2 separate regions of the Danio rerio genome follow, and region 1 is linked to region 2. Evidence: chromatin contacts called from public Hi-C data. All regions are on one chromosome and are shown on one strand. The core of a region is the stretch at or near the end of the contact, and the rest is flanking DNA. Distances in the headings are between cores, read along the strand shown. Region 1 has its middle 13 kb from the start of als2a. Region 2 holds the start of zmp:0000000979.

Region 1 (6,798 bases), core at 2,731-5,230, 270 kb after region 2:
AGAGTGTAGTAACTTGCCTTATACTGATAAATTGATTGATTGGATTTTGGTCTTCATTGAATCATTGGCTTTGCTCCCATGCCACTTTTAAGCCAACTTTGAGTCAGTTATTTCAAGTAATTTGATATAATTATTATTTTGCTGTAAAACATTAATATTGTACATTACTTGCGCAAAATAAAACAATAAGAAAATTGGCACTGTTCACTAAAAAAAAGTTGCTAAAAGCACAATATGTAAGATTTTTTTTACATTAAAATTACCAAAAAACACTAACAGTCTTATATATTTTGCTGACTTATGAATATTATCTCCATTGTTGTCTCTTATCAGCAATTGCTTCAATGGCCTCGTTTAGCTTTACTCTGCTTTATACTTCCATGATTTTATAAGTTTTGAATGCTTACACTCATCCATGATCATGATTTCTGCAGGAGTCCTGTAGGATCTAATGAAGATGGCAACTCTTATGATTCCACACAGGGTGCACTACATCATCAAACTGCACCCGCATCAGTGGTTATCAGCTGATAAATATGGGCCAGTAGGGGCCTGTTGGTAGGCTCAGAAGGCTGTTATCATCCATTCACATGGTTAATCAGCTATACTAATAAAGAAAACTCCAGATATAGATCTGTTTTTACATTACTGTAAACAGTTGGGTTTAGGGTGGGGATAAGGGTAGACGTTAATAAAATACAATTATTGGGAAATTTAATAAATAATATAAATAATTCTTGTTAATGTCCAGCCACAGTCGTATGTAATCTAAAGCTGATTGACCATGTGGATGGATGATAATACCCTTCCGAGCCTACCAGTAGGCGCAGAAGCCCCCTAGTGGACTATATCTACAGGTAGCCACTGATAATGCCCATTCAATCAGGTGATAACATTCGAATCGGCGGCTTTGTTTGTTGTGAATGCATGCCATTTAGTGGTGAAAATTTCATTTTGTGCCTTTACGAATTAGAAATAAATGCAGTAAGACATTGACTTTTCTAATAGATCTTCCTTCATTCTCATCCTGGATGAGTTTGTTTGCCTCTGCGTGACTCCTTGCCTGCCCTGTGCTCGGCCATAGAAAAACTGTTTTGTGCTCGATTCAATCCCTGTACTGGCACAATCCTGTTCTCACACAGCGCACACACCACCTGACAACCTCATAAAAGCCCAGAGCTCAGGCAAAAGAGGGTTTGGACCGGAGGTTTACAAGTTTGGATGGAGTTCTTGAGCATTGCGGGTCACTGGAGCATGAGGGAAGTACTGCTCATACCACCCCAGCTTTAATCATGTCTAAATGTCATATCAACCGCAGATGTGCATTCCAAATGTGAAAATAATGAGGTGGACAGAACAGAACAACGCTTCAACTTCTCTAGAGGAAACTGGTTTGCACATGAGCTTTTGTTGCTGAAAATCCTTTTCATTTCATTTTGTTGCTGAAAAAACTTTTCATCATCCGAATTTATTACAGGTCATTTACTATGTAATATTCACACAAAAAAAAACATTCACCGATCACATTTTTAGCACAACAAAACAAAGGGAAAAAATGCATTACAAGATAAATATAAGTTTTCTAATGTTCCAAAACTATAGTTTTATTGTATGTAGCTTTTTGTATAATGAGACCTGATATACATACAATATAAAACCATCTAAGAATATTTGATAAATTTACGACTTATTCATTCATTCATTTTCTTTTTCGGCTTAGTCCTTTTAATAATCCGGGGTCGCCACAGTGGAATCACCACCAACTTATATAGCATGTTTTTATGCAGCGGAAGCCCTTCCAGCCGCAACCCATCTCTTGGAAAAATCTGTGGGGGAAACCAGAGCACCCGAAGGCAACCCACATGAACGCAGGGAGAACATGCAATCACCACACAGAAACGCCAACTGACCCAGCCGAGGCTCAAACCAGCAACCCTCTTGCTGCGAGGCAACAGCACTACCTACTGCACCACTCCGTCGCCCTTACAAAAAAAAAAAAAAGTAAAATATCTATATGCAATGTGTGGGTGAGAGAAGGAGATAGGTGAGAGATTTAAGTATTATTTAATATCAAATAATATCAAATACTATTTAATATCAATATCTAATTAATTCATTCGTTTTCTTTTAGGGGCGAGGCAGTGGCGCAGTAGGTAGTGCTGTCGCCTCACAGCAAGAAGGTTGCTGGGTCACTGGTTCGAACCTCGGCTCAGTTGGTGTTTCTGTGTGGAGTTTGCATGTTCTCCCTGCCTTTGCTTGGGTTTTCTCTGGGTGCTATGGTTTCCCCTACAGTCCAAAGACATGCGTTACAGGTGAATTGGGTAGGCTAAATTGTCCATAGTGTATGAGTGTGTGTGTGAATGTGTTTGTGGATGTTTCCCAGGGATGGGTAGCGGCTGGAAGGGCATCCGCTGCGTAAAAACTTGCTGGATGAGTTGGCGGTTCGTTCTGCTGTGGCGACCCCGGATTGATAAAGGGACTAAGCCGACAATAGAATGAATGAATTTTTTTTTAGGTTTAGTCCCTTTATTAATCAGGGGTTGCTACAGTCGAATGAACCACCAACTATTCCAGCATATGTAAACCGCAGCAGATGCCCTTCCAGTAGCAACCTATAACAGGGAAACACCCATACACTCTCATTCACTAACATACACTTCAGTCAGTTTAGTCTATCGAATTCAACTATAGTGCATGTGTTTGGACTGTGGGGGAAACCAGAGCACTCGGATGAAATCCACATTAACACAGGGAGAACATGCACACAGAGATGCCAACTGACCCAGCCGGGACTCAAACCAGTGACCTTCTTGCTGTGAGGTGACAGTGCTAACCACTGAGCCACAGTGTAGACATTTATTTATTATTATAATTTTTCTTTTATGCCAAAAATCATTACAATACAATAAAGTACATGTCTTTGGACTGTAGGGGAAATCGGAGCACCAGGAGGAAACCCATGCGAACACAGGGAGAACATGCAAACGCCACACAGAAATGCCAACTGACCCAGCCAGGACTTGGACCAGCGACCTTCTTGCTGTGAGGTGATCGTGCTACACACTGCGCCAACATGACGCCCATAGTTAATAATAAAATAATAAATTTTTTCATTTACACAAAAGTGAAAGAACTGTTTAAACCTTATAAACAACAGACTCACTCCAGTTTGTCTAAATTACTTTTAAATAAACATGAAATACTGAATTTTTTGATGTTGTTGTTGTTAATATGGCAGCAAGTACATACGATACATTCTATAAAATAGCATGTGTGGAAATGTTTCTAACCCTCTGTGCTTTGCTCACCCCTAAACCTACAAACATTAGCCATTTTTATTCAATAGAGATAAAATAAGATTACACTGGATGTACCTCTGCAAATATAAAAAGTAACATTATCTTCTCTAAAATTGCTAAAAACATATTCAAAATCGTTGCCTCAGCACGATCAAACTGACTGTGTGGATATTATCAAATTTCATGTGGTTCTTGTAAAGACCTTTCATAACTCACAACAATCAACTAACGAGATAAGGCTTAACATGACTCCTAACTATTCAGTAGGAGACTCTGGCTTTACAGGAAGTAATGATTTAGGACGGATCATTTAAACTTAAAGTACGACTCTGCCTCGAGCAGTCCAAATCATAGCACATATGGCTTGAGTCAAACATATAATATGGCCAACGCAGGTAGAGAAGATAGCAAGAGGAGACAGAAAAGTTTTCCCTTGGTAAAAACTCCAATATAAAAAGACCAATATACTGTATGGGGCAACATTCAATATTCTCAAGTTACATGTCGGCTCAGCAAGAGAGACTTAGTGTGTATGACAGGTGATTTCGCACAGCCGTCTTTCAGGGAGACGTGTGTGTTTGTGAGGGAAAGAGGAAGGCGAAGCAGGGTTGAGGCCTCCTCTTTTTTGGGGGGCCCTCTGTAGAATCTCCTCTTTCATCTGTGCACCTGTTTCTCATTTCCTGCTCAGGCATGTGAGGGCTGTTCAGTCCGCCGCATTTATCAGGAGACCGTCCCTCTGCCTTCCTCCAGCAGCGTTCTCCATATAATCCTCAAGTGTAACAAAAAAGAACATCAGTAAATAAGTTTTCCCCAAAAAATCTTCCATTGTTTGGACAAACAGACAAAAAGGAAACAGGTACATGTGGCTAACATTAGCTTTCTGTTTATGCCATGTAATGCTTTTATAATAATATACCAATGTTTCATATGTCATTTTCACCCCTGTAAATGACGTAGGAGCCAGTTTAGTTCCCATCAAATGGCATTTCTACTAAAATCATTCCCAGTTCCTGTGATATAAACATGCCAAAAAGCTTGTTGCAATAGGTTGCAACATACAGTAGGCTCATTCTGAAAACGTAGCTCTATTTACATTTCTAAAGATAGTGAATTATGTAGCCAGAAGATCATATGGCTGCATTTAATATTTTAAACGAACGCTACGGGACGGTATGATGACGTTTCTTTTCACGCTTAACAGCTGACCACTTACCTTTATATGGACAGCTATCCGGCTGTTACCAGTTTTTTCCAGTTAGCTCGCCATGTATGTCAGCGGACTTGAGATGCATAGAGGAGATGACCATGACCATAGGGTTTGAGTCTGGAGAAGAACGATTTAAAAAAAAAGACAAAAACAGAATTCAAAAAATAAAATAAAGTAAATAGCGGGGTGAGGATGTGGTAAAATGTGGTAAAATCCATTTCAAATCAATTTGTCGGTTTCCAGAAATGTGTAAAGAGGTTATTTATTCAAATTAAGTTATAAAAATATTATTTTAACATGTTTTAGAATATTCAAAACAGTTTTTAGGTGATGCACAGAGTTGAAATTATTTTTGTTTTTATAAAGTCATAAATTATAAAGTTTGTTTCATGCTAAATTGATGTTATCAAGTGTCATTTGAAGCTTCGTATTCACATTCACATTACATTAATGTTTTAAGAATCAAAATTCTATTTAAAAGGTTATAGTGGAAATCTTAAAGAGGATTTAAATCATACAAATTTTAAAGATGTATTAACATTATTGTTTGGTTATAAGAATGTTATTATAATGTTTATAACATATAGCATACCGAAACTGAGTCTCGACTTTTCTTACTCAGTGTACTGTCCAACCATAATAAAGGCAAAAATACTAAAAATAAGTATAAAAAATTAAAGAATGCTATTTAAAAAAAAGAACATTCCAGTCCTTTCCCAGAGATGGGTTGCGGCTGGAAGAGCATCCGCTGCGTAAAAACTTGCTTGATAAGTTGGCGGTTCATTCCGCTAAGGCGACCTTGGATTAATAAAAGGACTAAGCCGACAAGAAAATGAATGAATGACCATTTCAGTCCCATGTTATAATAATGTTCTTAAAATGTTAATTCATTCATTCATTTTCTTGTCGGCTTAATCCCTTTATTGATTCGGGGTCGCCCCAGCGGAATGAATCGCCAACTTATCCAGCAAGTTTTTATGCAGTGGATGCCCTTCCAGCTGCAACCCATCTCTGGGAAACATCCACACACACATTCACACACACACTCATACACTACAGACAATTTAGCCTACCCAATTCACCTGTACCACATGTTTTTGGACTGTGGGGGAAACCGGAGCACCCGGAGGAAATCCACGCGAAAGCAGGGAGAACATGCAAACTCCACACAGAAACGCCAACGCCACCTTCTTGCTGTGAGGTTACAGTATACTGCGCCACTGCCTCGCCCTCTTAAAATGTTAACTGAATCTTAATTAGAATGTTCTATTCAAATGATGAAAAGATTCAAATGACATGCATTTAAACAATTAGCGGTACTGTAGTTCCTATATTGTGTGAAGTTAGATCCTCTGAAGTAGCCAATTTATTTCCCCCAAATGGCATTTCTAGAACTAATATCTTCCTCAGTTTGTGTGGTATGAAGATGCAAAAAAGCTTTCTACATTTGCTAGTAGCTGTACAATCGGTAAAAAAAGCTCCTTTAGTGCAAAAATCCTCAAGTTTGTTAAAATGTTATATTCCTTGCTGTAGGTTGTTGGATCAATACAATAACAAAGACATACTGTAGCTTAGTGAAGCTGTGAAAGAGCACGGAACCATGGGAGTTGTCCAATTCACCTTCACTGCCAGTGGAAATAATAAAGATAAAGAACCACAAATTCAACCCAGGCCCATTCTGATAATGAAACCTCTATATACATTTAAGGAGAGAACAAAATACGTCTCAGGAGCTATGTTTTTTTTAAGTTTTTGTTTTTGCGAAAATCACCAGAGGGCGCTGTGTACACTTTTTTAGATCTCAAATTTCTCTCACGAGTGCTATTCGAACCTGCTGTTCTCACTTAAATCCACCCGAGGTCGCTGTTGACTTACTGTCTTCTGACTGTATGACAGACTAATCGACTGACCCACCCTCCCCCTTCCCTAAACCCAACCAATAGTGTTTTAAAAAGCACCGATTGACCAGTGACCACCCTTTTCCCTAATCCCAATCAACAGTGTTTGATATGATTTTTACCTCGTTTTAAGATTTTACCACAATCTCACCCTGTTATTTACTTGTTTTATTAATTTTTTGTCTTTTATTTTTGTCTTATCTGCGTTCTGGAACCGTCCTTCACCAGACTCAAACCGCATTGTCAACTTTACTCTGCGTCTCAAGTCCGCTGTCATACATGTCGAGCTACCGGACAAACTGGTACCAGTGAAAATTCCGTCCATACGGAGGTAAGCAGTCAGTTGGTAAGCAAAAACCGTAACAGTGCTATATCGCCCCATAGTGTTTGTTTT
Region 2 (7,029 bases), core at 2,326-4,825:
CTCCCTGCCTTCGTGTGGGTTTCCTCCGGGTGCTCCAGTTTCCCCCACAGTCCAAAGACATGCAGTACAGGTGAATTGGGTAGGCTAAATTGTCCGTAGTGTATGAGTGTGTGTGTGTGAATGTGAGTGTGGATGTTTCCCAGAGATGGGTTGCGGCTGGAAGGGCATCCGCTGCGTAAAAACCTGCTCTATAAGTTGGCAGTTCATTCCACTGTGGCGACCCCGGATTAATAAAGGGACTAAGCCGACAAGAAAATTAATGAATAAAATGAACAAACACAATAGCAAAATGATGACATTATGCACACATAATGCATGAGCACTTGCCAACTAAAACAGCAATGGCAGGATACAGGAGGGTTTTTGTGTATTTCTTTACATGGTGACAACCAGCTTTATTAGCCTGACATACATCATAAGGTGCTTTTAGTTGTTTTTGTGCACCTGTATGAAAGACAAAATATGTCCCAGGAGCTACGTTTTTTTTTTTTGCAGTTTTTGTGAATCCAACAGAGGGGGCTGTGTACACTTTTTCAGATCTCAAATTTGTAGGCCGCTACCGAGTGTCTACTGACTGAATGACTGACTGATCGACTGATCAACTGATCAACTGACCCACCCTCCTCCTTCCTTAAACCCAACCAATAGTGTTTTCAAAAGCACCGATTGACCACCCCATCTCCTTCCCTAATCCAAATGATAGTGTTTAAAAAAAACAATCCAGAAAAAGAAAAGCCCCCTGATTTTTACCATGTTTTCAGATTTTACCACATTCTCACCCTGTTTTTTTTACTTGTGTGTTTTATTTTTTGGCTTCTGTTTTTGTCTTACCTTTCTGGAACTGTTCTTCATGGAACTGGAACCCTGTTGTCATGGTCAACTCAGCCCTGCTTATCAAGTTTGACAACATACATGTCGAGCTACCGACAAACTGGTAACAGTGGAAAAGCCATCCATACGGAGATAGGCGGTAATCTGGTAAGTGCCAGAGGGTCATACTGCCCCATAGCCTTTGTTTTAAAGTTTAAATGCAGCCAAACGCAGCTCTGGCAACATAATTTGTGATCTATAGAAATGTATATAGGGCTACGTTTTCAGAATGAGCTTATATTGGTAAAAGTAGTAACATTTGTTGTACATGTTTACATTTTTAGAACCGCTACTCTACTTCACAAAAGTACCTTCTTTTTTCCAAAGGCCAGAATCGCTCCAGTCAGGTCTTGCAGTGTGTGCAGCTGCTTCTCAACTTCCTGTTTTGGGCAGCTCTGAGCCTTCCTCTTCCTCTTCACCTGGCCAGATTGATATGCGTGTGCCAGATCTTCTGAATACAGAATAAGAGGTCCTCTTCTCGTACTGTAGGTCTTAGGAGGTACCGGCTCCAGGCCTCCAAAAAAATGTCCACTCCTGGTGAGACGCAGCAGGGGAGGCTGGGATTTCCAGTTAAAGTAGTCCTAGTTTCGAAAAGACCCTGTTTTCATTGACTTTTTTTTGAGTGCATTCAAATAAACAAACCGTTTGTATGTCTGATCTCGATTCTGTGTAAAAACTGCTAAATGAAACTACTTTGACCCATTTCAGGCCATTGTGCCAGTTTATACTGCTGTAATTTCTGTGTAAATTCATTCATGCCAGCTCAGAGCTGCATTAAAACAGTCTGTGTCAAGACAAACAAATTCTACTTTCAAACATATGCCGTGTAAATTTGGCTTCAGAAACGCTTACCTCTGGTTCAAAACAGACCTCCAGTCTTCCATCATGACCGTCTTCAGCTGGCACAAACTGGGCATACCCACGACTCAACAATGACAGGACAAAATCTTTCATTGTGGAGTTGAATGCTCTTTAAAATGAATGCTGAAAAAAAAGTGATCATAGTTTTTAAAATCACTTCAAATTGAGTTCAACTTTGTAAAATTGATAGTGCTGCAACTGTAATGCATAAAATAAAGGTTATTTATTGGCATATACTAAAGGGTTTCATGAAGACAGGGTGTTTCGTTGTAGTGTAAAAAACTATATATATATATATATATATATATATATATATATATATATATATATATATATATATATAGAGAGAGAGAGAGAGAGAGAGAGAGAGAGAGAGAGAGAGAGAGTTTGCATGTTCTCCCTGCGTTCGCGTGAGTTTCCTCCTTGGGGCTCCGATTACCCCCACAGTCCAAAGACAGGTGAATTTGGGTAGGCTAAATTGTCCGTAGTTAATGACTGTGTGTGTAAATGTGTGTGTGGATGTTTCCCAAAGATGGGTTGCAGCTGGAAGGGCATCCGCTGCGTAAAAAACTAGGTTGGCGGTTCATTCCGCTGTGGCGACCCCGGATTAATAAAGGGACTAAGCCGACAAGAAAATGAATAAATGAATAAATTAATGAATAATAATAATAATAGTAATAATAATAATAATAATAATAATAATAATAATAATAATAATAATAATAATAATAATAATAGTAATGTAGCGCTAAACGATTTTTAATTACTCTTTTGTAAATGAAGTACATTTGAAAATTCAAGAATAACAGCAACAGCCTTACTATTAAAAATTGGTCATTTTTTTCTTTTAGGGTCAGTAAGATGACCTCACTTCCATCCGATTCCACTAGGTCCTAAAGCTTTTGATGGGTTATTTTCACAATCTAATGGCTTAGCAGTCAAAATTGAACAAATGAGCCCATGTATGGGACAAATTCTGAACCTTTGTCAGTGGGGGAGTGGGTCTTTCGAACCACCCAACCTCCCCAGGCTACGGGTCTGTTTATTAAAAGTGTAAAGAACCTTTTAATAAAATAAAAGATTCCATAGGTGTAAAAATATTCTTTGTGGGACCATCACCACCAAAAAAGCCATACATTTAAGAGTGAAAACCGAAAGGTAATATACTGTCAATGGAAAGGCTTTTTTGGGAAACTAAAATAAATCATGTTTGTTATTACTTTAAAATTATTGCATTGTAGTGTTTTTTGTTTCTTAGTTTCAAAGAACCTGAAACAGCATAAATTAAGCAAAGCGGAGTCAGCATTTTCCACAGTTGTTCAACACATTTATACTCACTGTTGTTGATTGTGTCGCAGGGCTCGTCTCCTCATTGAGCATTTTGCTTTAATTCAGAATGCATTTGCTTGTTCGCTCAGCATCCCCACCCGCTGCTTTTTACATGCTATAGAGCAATTTCGTCCCATGTTGTGAATGTCTGTGTTTGCTGAGTTTTTTCTGTTGCCAGGTTCTTCACAGCTCCTCTCTACAGCACTGTTTTCATGTTGCCTTGGTTGCAACCAAGCAATTACCCCCTCCTGGTCAGACCAGCAACTCTGACTACCTTTGCTAAACCTGCCAAAAATACAAACAAATGCTAAATGAGAGCTTTTGTGAATAACTTGAGCCAGGGACTCATCCTGTCATATGCTCAGGATAGTACATCCCTAATTATAGTGTTATTGACTGAGCCGCGAGAAGCAGATTTTTGCTTCCTTTACAGAAAACCCCTCCATCAATCAAACTGACGGGAGAAATTGTTCAAATGTATGACTAAAAGACCTGCAGGATGTCCTTAAGTAATGTGACAGGATACCGTGACAGTTTGAGAAACAAAAACATACGAGACATTGAAAGAAAGGTGGAGAGTGGGGTGGGGTGGGGGGGGTGAGGTTATTGCGTGGTGTGTGACAGCAGGTGTTATTGTGTCTAACAAACATGTTTGGGATCAGCATATTGGGGAAAACTGTAGATTTAGGTCTCATTTTGTTAATGCTAACAGAGATAGTTCACCCCAAAATGGTCATCATTTACTCACTCTTCACTTGTTTGAAACCAGTTTGAGTTCTTTGTTCTGTTGAACACAAATTAAGATATTTTGAAGAATGTTGGAAACCTGTAAAAATTGACAGCCATTGTATAAAAAACAAATATGAAACCCAATGGTTACCGGTTTCCAACATTGTAACATGTTTGAACAACATATTTAAAACATTCTATGTTATTTTTAGTGGTTCAAATGTAACCTTATAAAGCTCCATGAACACTTTTGTGAGCTGCTGATAAAGCAAAAAAACATCTTTGGTAATGTTTTGCTAATGTTGTATGTCTTAGGTCAGGGTGCGCGTTTACTACAGGCAATACAATGCTTGAATGTTGTGCTGGAAATACATTGTGCTGCCAGTAGTATACTTGTACCATAAAAAACTGACACGGAAGAGAAGACAACGGCAAACAAAGTCATATTTACAGTTTTTTTTGGCACACCAAACTGTTGAATGTCTTGGGACAACTGCTGGCTATGGAGGATAAGAGAGCTCTCGGATTTTTTCTGAAATATCTTCATTTGGATTCCAAAGATGGTCTCTGATTTCATCAATCTTTTATCCAATATTTTTATTGATTTTGTATAGTATTTAATTTTCTCACAACACACATATTGAACAACATTTTTAACACACTGTAAAAAAATACATAAATTTATGTTATTTTTCTGGCAGCATTAAAATACGGCTGTTAAATTACAGAAAATGACCATAAAATAACACGTTAAAGTACAGAAATTTACCATAGCATAACAGACGCTAAATTACAGAAATTTGCTGTGGAATAGATGCTAAATTACAGAAAATTACCATAGAACAACAGACGTTAAATTACAGAAATTTACTGTAGAATAACAGATGATAAATTAAAGAAATTTACCATAGAATAACACACGCTAAATTACAGAAATTTACCGTAGAATAACAGACGTTAAATTACAGATATTTACCATAGCATAACAGGAGCTAAATTACAGAAATGTACCGTAGAACAACAGGTGTTAAATTACAGAAATTTAACATAGAATAACAGACATTAAATTACAGAAATTTGCTGTAAAATAACAGATGTTAAATTACAAAAAATTGCCGTAGAATAACAGATGCTAAATTACAAAAAATTACCATAGCATAAAAGATGCTAAATTACAGAAATTTGTTGTAGCATAACAGACGTTAAATTACAGAAATTTGCTGTAGAATAACAGACGCTAAATTACAGAAATTTGCTTTAGAATAACAGACGTTAAATTACATAAATTTACAATAAAATAATAGACGTTAAATTACAGAAATTTACCATAGCATAACAGATGTTAAATTACCACAGAATAACATATGTTAAATCACAGTAATTTACTACAGTATAACAGATGTTAAATTACAGAAATTTACCATAGAATAATATACGTTAAATTATAAAAATGTACCATAGAATAACAGATGTTAAGTTACAGAAATTTACTTAACAATAACAGACGTTAAATAACAGAAATTTACCATAGAATAACAGACGTTAAATTACAGTAATTTACCACAGAATAACAGATGTTAAATTACAGAAATTTACCGTAGAACAACAAATGTTAAATTGCAGAAATTTACCGTAGAATAACAGACGTTAAATTACAAATATTTACCATAGCATAACAGGAGCTAAATTACAGAAATTTATCGTAGAACAACATGCGTTAAATTACAGAAATTTACCATAGAATAACAGAGGTTAAATTACAGAAATTTACCAGAGAATAACAGACGTTAAATTACAGACATTTGCTGCAGAATAACAAATGCTAAATTATAGAAAATGACCATAAAATAACAGATGTTACATTACAGAAGTTTTCTGTAGAATAACAGACGTTAAAATACAGAAATTTACTGTAGAATATCAGACATTAAATTACAGAAATTTACTGTAGAATAAAATATATTAAATTACATAAATTTACTGTAGAATAGCAGACATTAAATTACAGAAGTTTACTGTAGAATAGCATACATTAAATTACAGAAATTTGCTATAGCATAACATACATTAAATACATAAATTTACCATAGAATAACAGATATTAAATTACAGAAATTTACCACAGAATAACAAATGTTAAATTACAGAAATTTACCATTGAATAACAGACGTTAAATTACAGAAGTTTGCTTAAATTTTATGTTTAGGTAGATTTCTGTAATTTAACTCAACTTGTAATTTAACTTAACTTTTTTGTTAAGCCTCAGATGGTGTATTTAAGGTGCTTGAGTTTAAGATGTGATAACACTTCTAAAATCAGGGTTTGTGGGATGGTGGGTTTGCTTTTTTCCACCATAGAAGAATCAGGCATCTGGCATGGCCAATAATGAAGAGAAGGCAGAGATTGCATGATTAGCTGATAGGTGCATTTTTTCTAGCACTGCACCAAAAATTGTAGTCAAAAGGTTAGGATCCATATCTTTTACATATAGATGTTAATGATTTAAAGATATCGGTCCAAAATGTACCTAATCTAGGGCATCCCCAGAACATATGACTCCGATCTGCTGGCTCCAAACCACATCTTCACATATAAATATGTGAAGCCTATGAAACACCCTAAACTGTAGAAGACCATGTGTAATTTCTAGTCCCAGTTCCTCTTCCCACTTTTGCTTTATAAGACCTATAGGCATGGGGAGGCAGTTCTTTGAATCACTTCATATAACATGGACATCATATGCCTTTGATAGGGGTCCATATTTACCAATTCATTTACAATTTTAGTTTGTATTCAGAAAACATCTCAGAGGGTTTTAACAGCATGAGGGCGAGTAATTAATAACAGGCTTTTCATTTCTGGCTGAACTAAACCTTTTGTAAATGAATCAAAGGTAAGTTACAGTGAAATACTGTTAATAAATGGAACCTTGTTGTGAAGAGATTGGCTCTTATGCTCTAACATTCTCAGATCTGTTAGAGGTTTAAACTCAGCGTCTGTGAGTTTACTGTAGAGTAAATATGTCTTCACTTTGCTCTGGATTCCTCTGAACCACAGCGCAGGCCTTCATAACCACATCTCCATGTGCCTTGTGTTACGTGGTGAATCGTTTTATTACTCTATGAGATCATGCTTTGTGACGGTGAGCAGAACCCTGGTCTTACCACCTGCAGGGCGTAATGGGCTGATGAGGGCAGAATGTGAGGATAGTTACCATTAACCTGCCTGCACCCGCGAAG

Evidence for each region. Hi-C and Micro-C count contacts between places; a contact is called where the count stands out from the background.
Region 1: a Hi-C map of embryo shows a contact between it and region 2, with 2.5 times the contacts expected there. The contact joins the enhancer-like site here to the promoter of zmp:0000000979 in region 2. A contact is called at or near these places in 2 of 18 Hi-C or Micro-C datasets (caudal fin and embryo).

The regions. Positions count from the first base shown.
Region 1 is chr9:13,758,856-13,765,653 of GRCz12tu, forward strand. No RefSeq gene overlaps it. Among named protein-coding and RNA genes, the nearest start is that of als2a, 13 kb to the right of the region's middle. Within about 2 kb of position 3,981, at least 12 of the 62 cell types and tissues checked have an H3K27ac peak or open chromatin away from gene starts, as enhancers often do.
Region 2 is chr9:13,486,194-13,493,222 of GRCz12tu, forward strand. It overlaps zmp:0000000979, which reads right to left and starts at 3,576. Exons shown (of 29, transcript XM_068223562.2): 1 at 3,070-3,576; 2 at 1,723-1,854; 3 at 1,182-1,451. The coding sequence starts at 1,824.